Regions from separate parts of the Zea mays genome. Here all the other regions are linked to region 1. The links are chromatin contacts, called in public Hi-C maps. All regions are on one chromosome and are shown on one strand. Each heading gives the region's core, a stretch centred on a gene start, on an enhancer-like site or on the middle of the called end of the contact. The rest is flanking DNA. Distances are from core to core; before and after follow the strand shown.

What was found. A called contact is a pair of places that touch in the nucleus more often than the background predicts.
Region 2: a Hi-C map of ear shows a contact between it and region 1, with 2.3 times the contacts expected there. The contact joins the promoter of LOC103650711 here to the promoter of LOC100275802 in region 1. A contact is called at or near these places in 4 of 25 Hi-C or Micro-C datasets (ear, endosperm, leaf and 1 more).
Region 3: a Hi-C map of ear shows a contact between it and region 1, with 2.0 times the contacts expected there. The contact joins the promoter of LOC103650705 here to the promoter of LOC100275802 in region 1. A contact is called at or near these places in 2 of 25 Hi-C or Micro-C datasets (bundle sheath and ear).

Annotation. Positions count from the first base shown.
Region 1 is chr3:149,474,162-149,477,444 of Zm-B73-REFERENCE-NAM-5.0, reverse strand. It overlaps LOC100275802, which reads left to right and starts at 1,290. Exons shown (of 8, transcript NM_001371517.1): 1 at 1,290-2,220; 2 at 2,469-2,537; 3 at 2,981-3,112; 4 at 3,209-3,262. The coding sequence starts at 1,594.
Region 2 is chr3:148,925,514-148,929,068 of Zm-B73-REFERENCE-NAM-5.0, reverse strand. LOC103650711 reads left to right here and starts at 1,762. Exons shown (of 12, transcript NM_001324272.1): 1 at 1,762-2,037; 2 at 3,493-3,555. The coding sequence starts at 1,859.
Region 3 is chr3:148,503,764-148,507,301 of Zm-B73-REFERENCE-NAM-5.0, reverse strand. It overlaps LOC103650705, which reads right to left and starts at 1,492. Exons shown (of 5, transcript NM_001326389.1): 1 at 1,129-1,492; 2 at 802-1,021. The coding sequence starts at 1,399. LOC100286375 (40S ribosomal protein S10) reads right to left here. Exons shown (of 5, transcript NM_001159262.2): 4 at 3,386-3,521; 5 at 2,590-2,834. The coding sequence ends at 2,766.

The DNA of each region.
Region 1 (3,283 bases), core at 41-2,540:
TCTGTTTCAATCGTTTTGTCTGGCTCACATGACACCGCGGCATTCCGATTAGGGTGGATAACAAGCCAGCTCGTCTCGTCTCGGCTGCTCGACTCGACTCGTTTAGCTCGCGAGCCAGAGCAGAAAAAATAATATGTACATAATAATTAATTTTTAGTTAATCTTAAACTAATTTAATAATAGAAAGTAGTAATTATACTCATAGTTTCACAAACCACGTCAATGTAACACCAAATTAGCACAATTAGTCACTCATCAATTCACAAATCACATACATGTTCATCAGTTTAACCTACAATTATATTTGCATGGACCAAATTAACACATAGACATAGGTCATTAATCATTAGTTTAACTCATAGGTCATAGACCTCACATTTATATAACGTGTTCATCAATTATTCTGTAAATGATATGCATATAGTTTCGTTTTGCTGAAATATGATAACTTGTTTAGCTCGCGAGCTGGCTCGTTAACGAACCGAGCTGCATCGTTAATGAACCGAGCTAGAATGTCAGCTCAGCTCGTGAAAAAATTCAAAAGGGTCGATCCGAGCCGAGCCGAGCTGACCATGAACCGAGCGAGCCAACGAGCCACGAGTATTTCATCCGGCCCTGATTCAACGAGCCACGATTGCAAAAGCTGTAACATGGTGGACCTCTCGGGCCGAATACGTGGGCTTCTCCGTCCTCCGGTGTTGAAGAATACCAACGGCCCACCATACAAAAAAAAACACAACAGTGCGGCCCACCAGGAAGATCCGGAAAAGCCGTGACACCATGGTGTTAAGCTTCAGTTGTGGTGAAAAGGTAAGCTTACTAACTTACCTGTGCCATGACCATGAGTCCATGACGATTCCTCGACCTCAAGGAAATCCCGGATAGGAGAAAGCTCATGTGTGTGTTGTGTGTGAGGCTCACAATTTAGCTAGATAGATGTCCCTTATCTCTGCAAGTGTAGGCCGACATGTATGGCTCCTCGAGCAGCTGTGCCCACTGGTAGCTTTTTTTTTTATTGTTATTATCATTGTACACTTTATATTACCATCAATCGTCCGATAAAGCGGATCTCGTCCCACTAAGACGAAAAAGTTGTGGACTGTGGGAGCAGGCGACGCGAGTCCGCAATGACAGGCCGCAGCAGCCCACCAACCAAGCCTTACCCAATCCGCGGCCCGGAGACGGAGTGTGGCCACGGGCCACACGGCTTCTGACCGAGAGGCCGAGGCGAGGGATAAGAGCGTGTCCCACCGGCCGGCCACCCGCAGCATCTTTAAAATTCGGCCCGGCGCGCGTCGGGTGACGAAAACGGAACCCTGGCTGGTGGAGCGCGGCGCGGGGCATGCGTGCAAGTGCAACCAATCGCCTCGTCGTGTGCGCTCGCCTTTGCTTCCCTCGTTAACGTGAGTAACCTCGTTGGCTGATCAAGGCTTTGACGGCGGCACCAACGTTCTTCCCTCGCCGCCTCGTTGCGTCCGCCCGCCCAGCGCCAACTCCTCGTCCTCGTACATAACCCCCCACCCCACCGCGTACAGCGTTCCCTCTCGCGCCCCGCGGTGAGCTACCCCCGCTCGCCTTAGCTAGCTACCCACCATGGCCCTCCCGCCGTCCTCCTCGCCGTCGTCGCTCTCCGCCGCGTCAGCGCAGCCCACGCCCCTGCACCTGCACCTCCCGACCAAGGCGCCCGGCCGCCTCCCGCTGCTCCCCTTCTCGCGCGCCGCCCTCCCGCCGCCGCTGCGCCTCCGCATTGCGCGCACCAGCCTCTCCCCGGGCACGCCCCTCCCGCGCGCGCTCCTGCCACCACCCTCCGCCTCCGCCGACGCCGCAGCCTCCGACGTCGGCGGCGGCGGCGCCGGCTTCGGCGGCCATGACGACGACGGCCACAACCACCACGGCGGCGAGGGTGGCGGCGACGACGGCGGCCATGGCGACGACGCCGGCCACGGCGATGACGCGCCCGGCGGCGGCGACGCCCGCGGGGAGGCGCTGTTCGTGCTGGCGCAGCTGGGCCGCAAGCTCGACAGCCTGCCGTCCGATCTCGCCGCCGCCGTCGACAGCGGCCGCATCGGGGCCGACATCGTGCGCCGCTTCACCGAACTCGAGGCCAACGGCTTCTTCCGATGGCTCCTCCAGTTCCAGGGCTTCAGGGAGAGGCTCCTCGCCGACGAGCTCTTCCTCACCAAGCTCGGCATAGAGTGCGGCATCGGTCTCGTCGCCAAGGTCACCTTGCCATTCTGTTTTTATTTTATTTTTTTATGAAGAAAAAAAAAACTCCCTCTGTTCGTAAACAGGTGACGACGACGATGTAGCTTACCAAAGAGTTTCTAATGCTGCTAATACTTATTATAAATCTAATCAAGTCTAAGAAAGTTTGACCAACACAACTTATTCACAGTTCTCATGATCAACTGCGTCGAGCTGTGTAGTTCTAATCTGGCTCCTTTTGCACTATTTCACCTTTTGTTCAGACCGTGGCTGAGTTCCAGAAGAGAGGGGACAATTTCTTCAAAGAGATTGAAGTTGTCATATCTGATGTGGTACGCCCGCCTAACTGTGCTTATCTCATATCATCCAGACCGCTTCAGGCTTCATATCTCAACCGGTAGCGCATTGGATTGTCAATCAGGACAAATCCGCACTTTCGTCTTTGCAGCAACAACGTAATGTTTGGAAATTTTGGAAATAAGGTCAATTTCATGTAATGCGATCCCAAATATGTCAGAGCCCTGGCTTTTCCATGGAACCAACCTGTTCATTTCTTATTCTTTTCACATACTGCTGATGAAACATGTCGATCTTTGCAATCTCAGACTAATGGAAGACCTTAAGATCTGTTTTATCAAAACAAAACATATTTTCTGTGCTTTCACTTCACTAGTTGTAAAATACTTCACTGTCTGAGATTAGTATCTTTCTAACTTTACATTTAAACTCTTCTGATATGGAATCTAATTCAGTTGTTGCTTCTGATACTACCTAGGTCATGGCGATTGTTGCGGACGTCATGCTTGTCTATCTTCCTGCTCCAACTATTGGTTTACAGCCGCCACTGGCAAGAAACGCTGGAGCTATTGCCAACTTTTTCTATAACTGCCCTGATAATACTTTCCAAGTAAAGCAACCGTTTCTCATTTCCTAGTAGAGTTGAATGGACCTCCTATTTCTTTTCCTTGTATTCAAAAGCATGTTATGCGACTTTTTTCTGCAGATTGCTATGGCTGGAAGGTCATTCTCACTTCTGCAGAGGATTGGAGCTTTTGTGGTAAAGTAGATTCATTGCATT
Region 2 (3,555 bases), core at 513-3,012, 550 kb after region 1:
CTGATAAATCCTTCCAAAAGTTCTCTACTACGGTGTTTTTCTATAACACATCATAAATATACCCCTGCTCTAAAACATGTTAGGGCCTCTTTGGGATTTTGACGGATCTTGGAAAGTGTCTTCAAAGTTGGATCGACTTTTGCCAAACAATTTTCTTTTTCTACCAACCGATTCTACGTTGATGATGTGAAGTGATTCACTAAAATGAAATAGGATTAGGAGCTAAAAATTGACTCTCTCTCTCTGAATTCACTCCATGCATAGAATTACAATACACAAATAGTTTATCCAAATAAAAGCAATTTTTTAAGAGGACCACAAAGAATCATTTTCAAATTTCACCGTACAGAACCAATTCCCATTAATTCTCTTCTTTCAGTCTACTTGTATGTTTGGATCCACTTATTTTTAAGAGCTTATTTTAATAAACTAGCATTTACTTGGTTGTTGAGAAAAAACACTTACTGAAGAAGCTAGAAAAAAGCCAGCCCAGATGTTTGGTACTTTTGTAGCTTTTCATGTTCCCTCTCGCTCGTTGTTTATCGCGTTGCCAATAGTGAAACGGAGGGAAGAGCAGGATCCATGGCTGGCCCAAAAGCAAGGATAAGAAGGATCTTGCCTCGACGCGATGCAAGTGGAAGGAGGATGCGTGTCAGGTGATGGCTTTGCGGGAGGCGCACACGGTGGCGACGATGGGGAACTCGTGCTCGACGCCAATAATAAGAGAAGCTCGCGAGCGATGCCTATGATGGGGGAGGATGTGAACTTCGTTGGCGGGGACGAGGAGAGGGGCACCGGAGGCGACAAAGAGGTGCACTATCGATGGGTGGGGAAGGGTGGCACTGGTGGTCGGGGCGGTCACATGCGGACCTGACAGAGAAGAGGCACACACGGGCGAAAAGCCGGAGAGCCGCTCGGTGGTGGCGTTTGGCTCATGTGTTTCGCTAGTTATTTTGGAAAAGCTGATGTTGGGATAAGCTCGTAAGAGCATCTCCAAAAGATCCTAAAAATAAATCTCCCATTACATGGGAATTAAGATCTCCCTAAATCTATTAATTCCAAAAAGTGTTAGTACTCCAACAACTCCCAATATATTCTCAAAAACGTACTCAATAGGACCCATAATACTATATCATCATGACTTATTGCACGTGAAAAAATCTTAATTTGTTGCATCCAGATCGAATGTCAAATAATTAGAGCACAATTTGGTGTAGAGGGCACAATTTGACTAAGATGACGTGTTGTGTTGCACATTCATGTCAACGTTACGACTTGTAGGATGTGTGGCATTGTATATCATTTTCTAATATTTTTTGCTGTTCATTTTCGCTGTATATTGTCCATGGACAGGCGCAAAAGTGTGTGCCACCCTAGTCGACTGAATGCTGGTGAAAACCACGTGGGAAACGAAAAACGGTGCGATTGGGAGCTCGACGGCAACAAATGTTTGCGCCGTGCACACGATGATTTTCACCTGCGAAAGTTTAGGAATGCTACATACATTACTGTGGAATTATTTCCCCTAAAATAAGGATTAGGACAATGATTTTAGGGATGTATTGAAGATGCACTAAAAAGTTGGGTGTTTGGAACTGTTTCTACTTATTTTAGATGAAAAGCCCCCAAAAATCAGATCCAAACACGGCCTCCTTTTGCGGGGTCTATTGGGCCAACTGGGCCGAAAAAAGGAGTGGACATGGACAGCAGCCGGGGCTCTTTTCACACAGACACGGGTGGGTTGAGTTGGAGTGTGGATGGAACCATACACTCTATCTCTTCCTTCTCCCAACCCCGCTCAAAACCCTAGCTCAACGCCACAGGCTCGCCGACTTTCGCCCGGCCGCCGCCGGGGACGATGGCGAAGCCTCGGCGCGGCCGCTCCGCGTCTCGCTCCTCCTCGGGATCTTCTTCCCGCTCGCTGTCCCACTCCGTCTCCTCCGGCTCTGTCTCGTCCCGCTCCCGGTCGCGCTCCCGCTCCTTCTCGTCGTCGTCCTCCCAGTCCCGGAGCCGCTCCCCTCCTCAGGCTAAGCGCAGGTGAGGCTCGACCCTATACGGTATAGATCCACTGATTCTAGGCTAATCTGTTAGGTTCTCTTGCATTTGTTCGGATGTTTTTTCATGTGTGTTTAGTTGTTTGTCCGGGTAGCGAGTTATCCCCGTCTTCAACGTTTACGATTTATTTACATATTTGTGTGTCACTTTGTCAAACCCTAGTGCCATCTGTAACCTCATCTTAAGCCTTGAGGTGGCTGCAACTGGAGTATCTAGAACGGGGCTGCTTGATTCAGATAATTTTACACTTCCACAATCGTGGCTTGCGTGTTCAAACTACTTCTGTTGAATACAGTTACAGTTATACCTTGTGGCACTCAACAGAATTGATGCTGTCATTCAGCAGTGAACAGAGCCAGAGTCTGGTAACAGTTTTTTCTAACGCTGAATTCAGTTTTTTCAGTTTTGCTTGTGATAGGCTGGAAACATAAGTTAAATATATGACCCTGCATTCAGAATTCAGATGGACACCTTTGATTGGTTCCATTTCTCTGCCGTAGGCTTATTATTTAGCCGTGCCTTTTGCAGTTCCTATAATAGCACAGGCCTGTGCTGGCCAGCATTTGCAACCCAAATCAATTTGTTGATACCATTTTATTGATTGAATCTGTTGGGGACTTGTTCTCAAATGCTTCGAATTAAGAACAAGGCAACACAAAAATGTTAAGTATAAATGCCCTTCGTCCGCTGAAGCATTATCTCCCCAAGGATTTAATGAGCTTCGGACGAAGGTCATGAGTAGAGTATCACGAAGGTTTCACCTTCGTGATCATGTTTTTAAGACAACAATGAGAAATGAAATATAAAACACAAAATATACTCACATGTTTTATTATATGAATATACAAGTATTGAAACATGATATTTAAGAACATTTATACATTCGTCTTGACAGAAAACAATAATCCGGGCGTAACGTGTCCGTGATTACAGGATCGCGTGAACAGTACCGGGATACTGTTCACCTATTTATAGGCACAGGATGCAACCTGCGCAAAATTACATTTATATCCTTTACAATCGACTACAATAATGACACAAAACATTATGGGTCTTTAAGTCAATTCATCTTTAAGTCGGTTCGATCCTTCATCTTGAGATTTGTCTTTGTGCCGAAGCTTCATAGATAATAGCTTCGGCGCTTGCTTCTGAGAAGACCTTTCGAAGGTGTTCTTTTTAGGATCTTCGGCTACGAAGCATACCCCCAACAGAATCCATCCTGCCACATGCTTTTGCTTCTCCCTGTTAACATATTTTTATTGCTGTCATGGGCTCATGGCAATTTAAACTTTTCTCATATATGAAGTCAAACAGTTACATGGCGTACATTCTGCTTGAACATGGTTGTTTGGTATTTTTCTCATGAACTGTAATGTTTCTTATGCTGGTTCTCTTTATATCGGGTGCATTTACTTATGGATACTATTGTCTGCCCAGTTCGCCTGGAGCACGGAAAGGGCGATCACCTTCACCGCCCCCTAAAAAGGGTTCACCTTCAAA
Region 3 (3,538 bases), core at 243-2,742, 970 kb after region 1:
CCACAACAGGGACGTCCGCCACCCGCCAAGCAGGGCCAGTCCGCCGGCCGCCTGCTCGCTTGCTCCAGCACTATCTGGTATGCTCAAGCACTATCCCCATCAGACGACGTTTAATCTATCTGGTATGCTCATTGCTCAAGCGAACAGCATTGCATTCAGTTGATGTTGCTCGCTTGCTGTTGCTTCAGCACTTCAGCAGTTGCTCAAGCGAACAGCTTGCCTGTTGCTCGCTTGCGGAAGGATTGAAGTGCTGTGTTCTGAACATGCATTCCATTATTGCAGAATAGATTGGAGGAGAAATGGCTGATTTTAGCACGGATGATGTTGGTTTAGATGATTTGGATGATGGTTATTGAGTGCTTGAGTAACACATGTGTGCTTGTGGTTGTGGACATTGCATTCCACTTTATTTTGCACAATATTATTATGTGAACTTATGTTGGTTGTTTGGTATTTGACTTTATGTTATTGTCTGAAATTATTATATATTGAAATTTCTCTATGTTGTTTAAAACTACGTTTAAACTTTGTTTAAACCGTTTAAAAGTTAAAACTCCACCCATGAGCGTTTCAACGTTTCGTCGTTTTAATAACCTTGATGGGCTTATCATCAAAGTTCCATCTCATCGTTTCTCTAACACTGTTAGAGGCACCAAATACTTGAACTGAAACAAGATCCTTCCAAACAATAATGAGAAAGGAACTGCATGACATGTCATTCAACAACTGCAGAGAAAGCCTGCAGAACATCTCCAGTTCACACCGATGGCAAGTAAAAATTAAATCAACAAGGCAAAGCACCTGTAATTGTGTTGCGATCGATTCTGCTCTCTCCTGGCCATGCCCCTGGGGAGAAAGCAGAGCTTGACACCACGGCGGTGCGCCGCCTTGCTGAGGTAGAACAGCCATCTGGGCAGCTGGGCGCCGCCTGATCCCCGTCCCCCGTAGTTGCGGCCGAAGCCGCCGATGAGCCTGTGCGCGGAATCGTGGGCCTGCTTCACCTCCTCCAGCAAGTTGTAATCTTTGACGACAGCGACATGCACAGCGCGGACACAACAACAAGGTAGCAATTCAAGAGGAGGCCAGCGTTGACTGCTAATCAGAAGAAAGAGGGGGGCGGAGGCGTACCGGATATGAGCTGGTTGTCGTCGAATCGGGCGAGCGGGACGGGGTCCGTGCGTGGGCGCTTGCCCGTGCAGGCGGTACGGCGCTTGTGGGCCTGCACGCAGGGGAGGCTGCAGGTGAGGCGGCCGCACCCGGGGCACCGGTACTTCCACGGCTGCTCCCCACACTCCTCGCACGGGGACCCCTTGCTCCCGCCGCTGCCGCCGCCGGAGGTGGAGCTGGCGTTGGCGGCCGCGCTCCCCGCGGGCGGCGGCTCCTCCAGGCCGTCCTCCATTCCAGGTGAGGAGGGTGGCTCGATCCTCCAGGGGGACGGCGCGTGCGAACGGGCGATGTGTGCGGCGACGCGGGGAGATACTAGGGTTTAACTGGAGGTTTATCAGCGCCCGCTGCGGCGCGTCGGACGAGCTGCCAAGCACGCAATGGAAGAATTTTTCCCTTCTTTTTTCCTTTTTGATTTGTCTTTTTTCAGGCAAACGGCTGTGCCAAAGATCACATGGCTGATGGCTCCGTTAAATTCAGGTATTTTATTTGAGATCCTACGACAATCAATTTTTTTGTTACAGACAAAATGCAGGAAATAATAAAAAATGGCATTCCATAGGTGGCTTAAACCAGGATTGTTATGTATTCGCTGTTTGATTGTCTGAGTCGATCATTTCAGACTTTTTTTTGGCCGTGTATTTGGTTTTCATGTCAGATATGGATATCTGAAAATGAAACAAATTTTCTTGAAACGTGGTATCGTTAAGTGCTCTTATGCTACGTTAAAAAAAAAGAAATACATTTTAAATTATAGATATTTAGTTTTTTTATATAAAAAATCCACTATATATTTAGATGTACAGCAATACGCTTTCCACATCTACATAGGTAGTTAAATACTCCACCCATCTCATTTTATAATCCCTTCGACTTTTTTATTTAAACCAAGTTTGACCAATTCATTTTATTATTATTTTTAGAAAAATGAAAAGTCAAAACTAAACTAAAAATATATTATATGCTAAACAATATCATACTAAAGATTAAAATAACTATGATTTTTTTGAATAAGATATGTTTTGAATAAGACGAGCCGATCAAACTTAAACTAAAAAAGTCGATCAAACTTAAACTAAAAAAAGTCAAACAAGTCACAACTGCTGTAATCCACTGTAGAAGCACCAGCGAACAAGTATATCAGACACAAAACATCCTTAAATTTAGAAGGGTTATACATTGCACCACCTTCTGATCCAAATTGTATACTGTTTTGACTTGTATAGAAACTTGGTTTTGCAGTTACATATATATTATAAACGGCACACGTCAAAGTTTTATACACCAGCACCAACAGAGACGATTTCAAGCGATAGGGAGTGCAATGCCTTGTCCAGCGATATCAAAACTCTGAGCACAACAATACAGAGAGCAAGGTCATTCCCAGCGAGATCAGATATCAAAACAGGGGGCAATAGCACCATCGATGCGAATGATGACTTGCTGCTTTAATAATTTAATGTAACAAAAAAAGGAGGATCACAAAACCATGTCAAGCCACGGCAACAGCTCGGTAAACCAAAATCTCATTGTCCTCAAAAGTTCAAAGATCAACAAACATGTGCCTATCCTGAATCAATTTTCCCGCTTAAGTTGATAGATCACTCCATGGAAGATCCACTGGCACCAAAAGCGCTGCCGCCACCACGGCCGAAGCCAGGTCTGCTACCCTGAAAAAAAAGAAGAGAAAACATTGGAGTCAGTTCACAAGCTATATTTGCTTGCATTAGCAGCAAGAGCACTGTTAGCAGTCCAGAAATGTTTAAGAAAATGCTGTATTTACAATGACTTGCCACATAGAGGTCAAAAAGAATATCCCACCTGCTTACCAACAGCAAACCACACTACCATAACTTATAAAGGCAGTTTGGAGTTTACCAGCACAAAGACATGAACATGCATGGATATACCAAAGGGGCTCAAGCGGATTACTACACACAAACTTAAGTACTCCCTCGGTTCAAATTATAAGACACTTTGACATTTCTAAATGCATCCCTTTTATTATGTAACTAGACATACTGTATATCCAAGTGCGTAGCAAAAACCACGAATCTAGAAAAAAAACATCTAATAATTTGGAAGAGAGCGGGAGTAACAAAGCTGGACAAGTTGTGCAAAAAATAAGCTTGTTTTCTTGAAACGAACTGGACATTTGTGAGTTAAGAAACCAATGTAAACAAAAAAATATGTGAGATGCGCGCAGTTTTCTAGAACTTACCCTAAAAGATGGCTGGAAATCCGCAGGAGCACTACCCTTCTCACCACCAAAATCACCCATTGCACCTCGTGGACCTCCTCTGTAACCATCCCTATCCCCAAACCTAGGTCTGTCTTCCCCAAAGCGAGGGGGACCCCTGTCAAATAAACATAA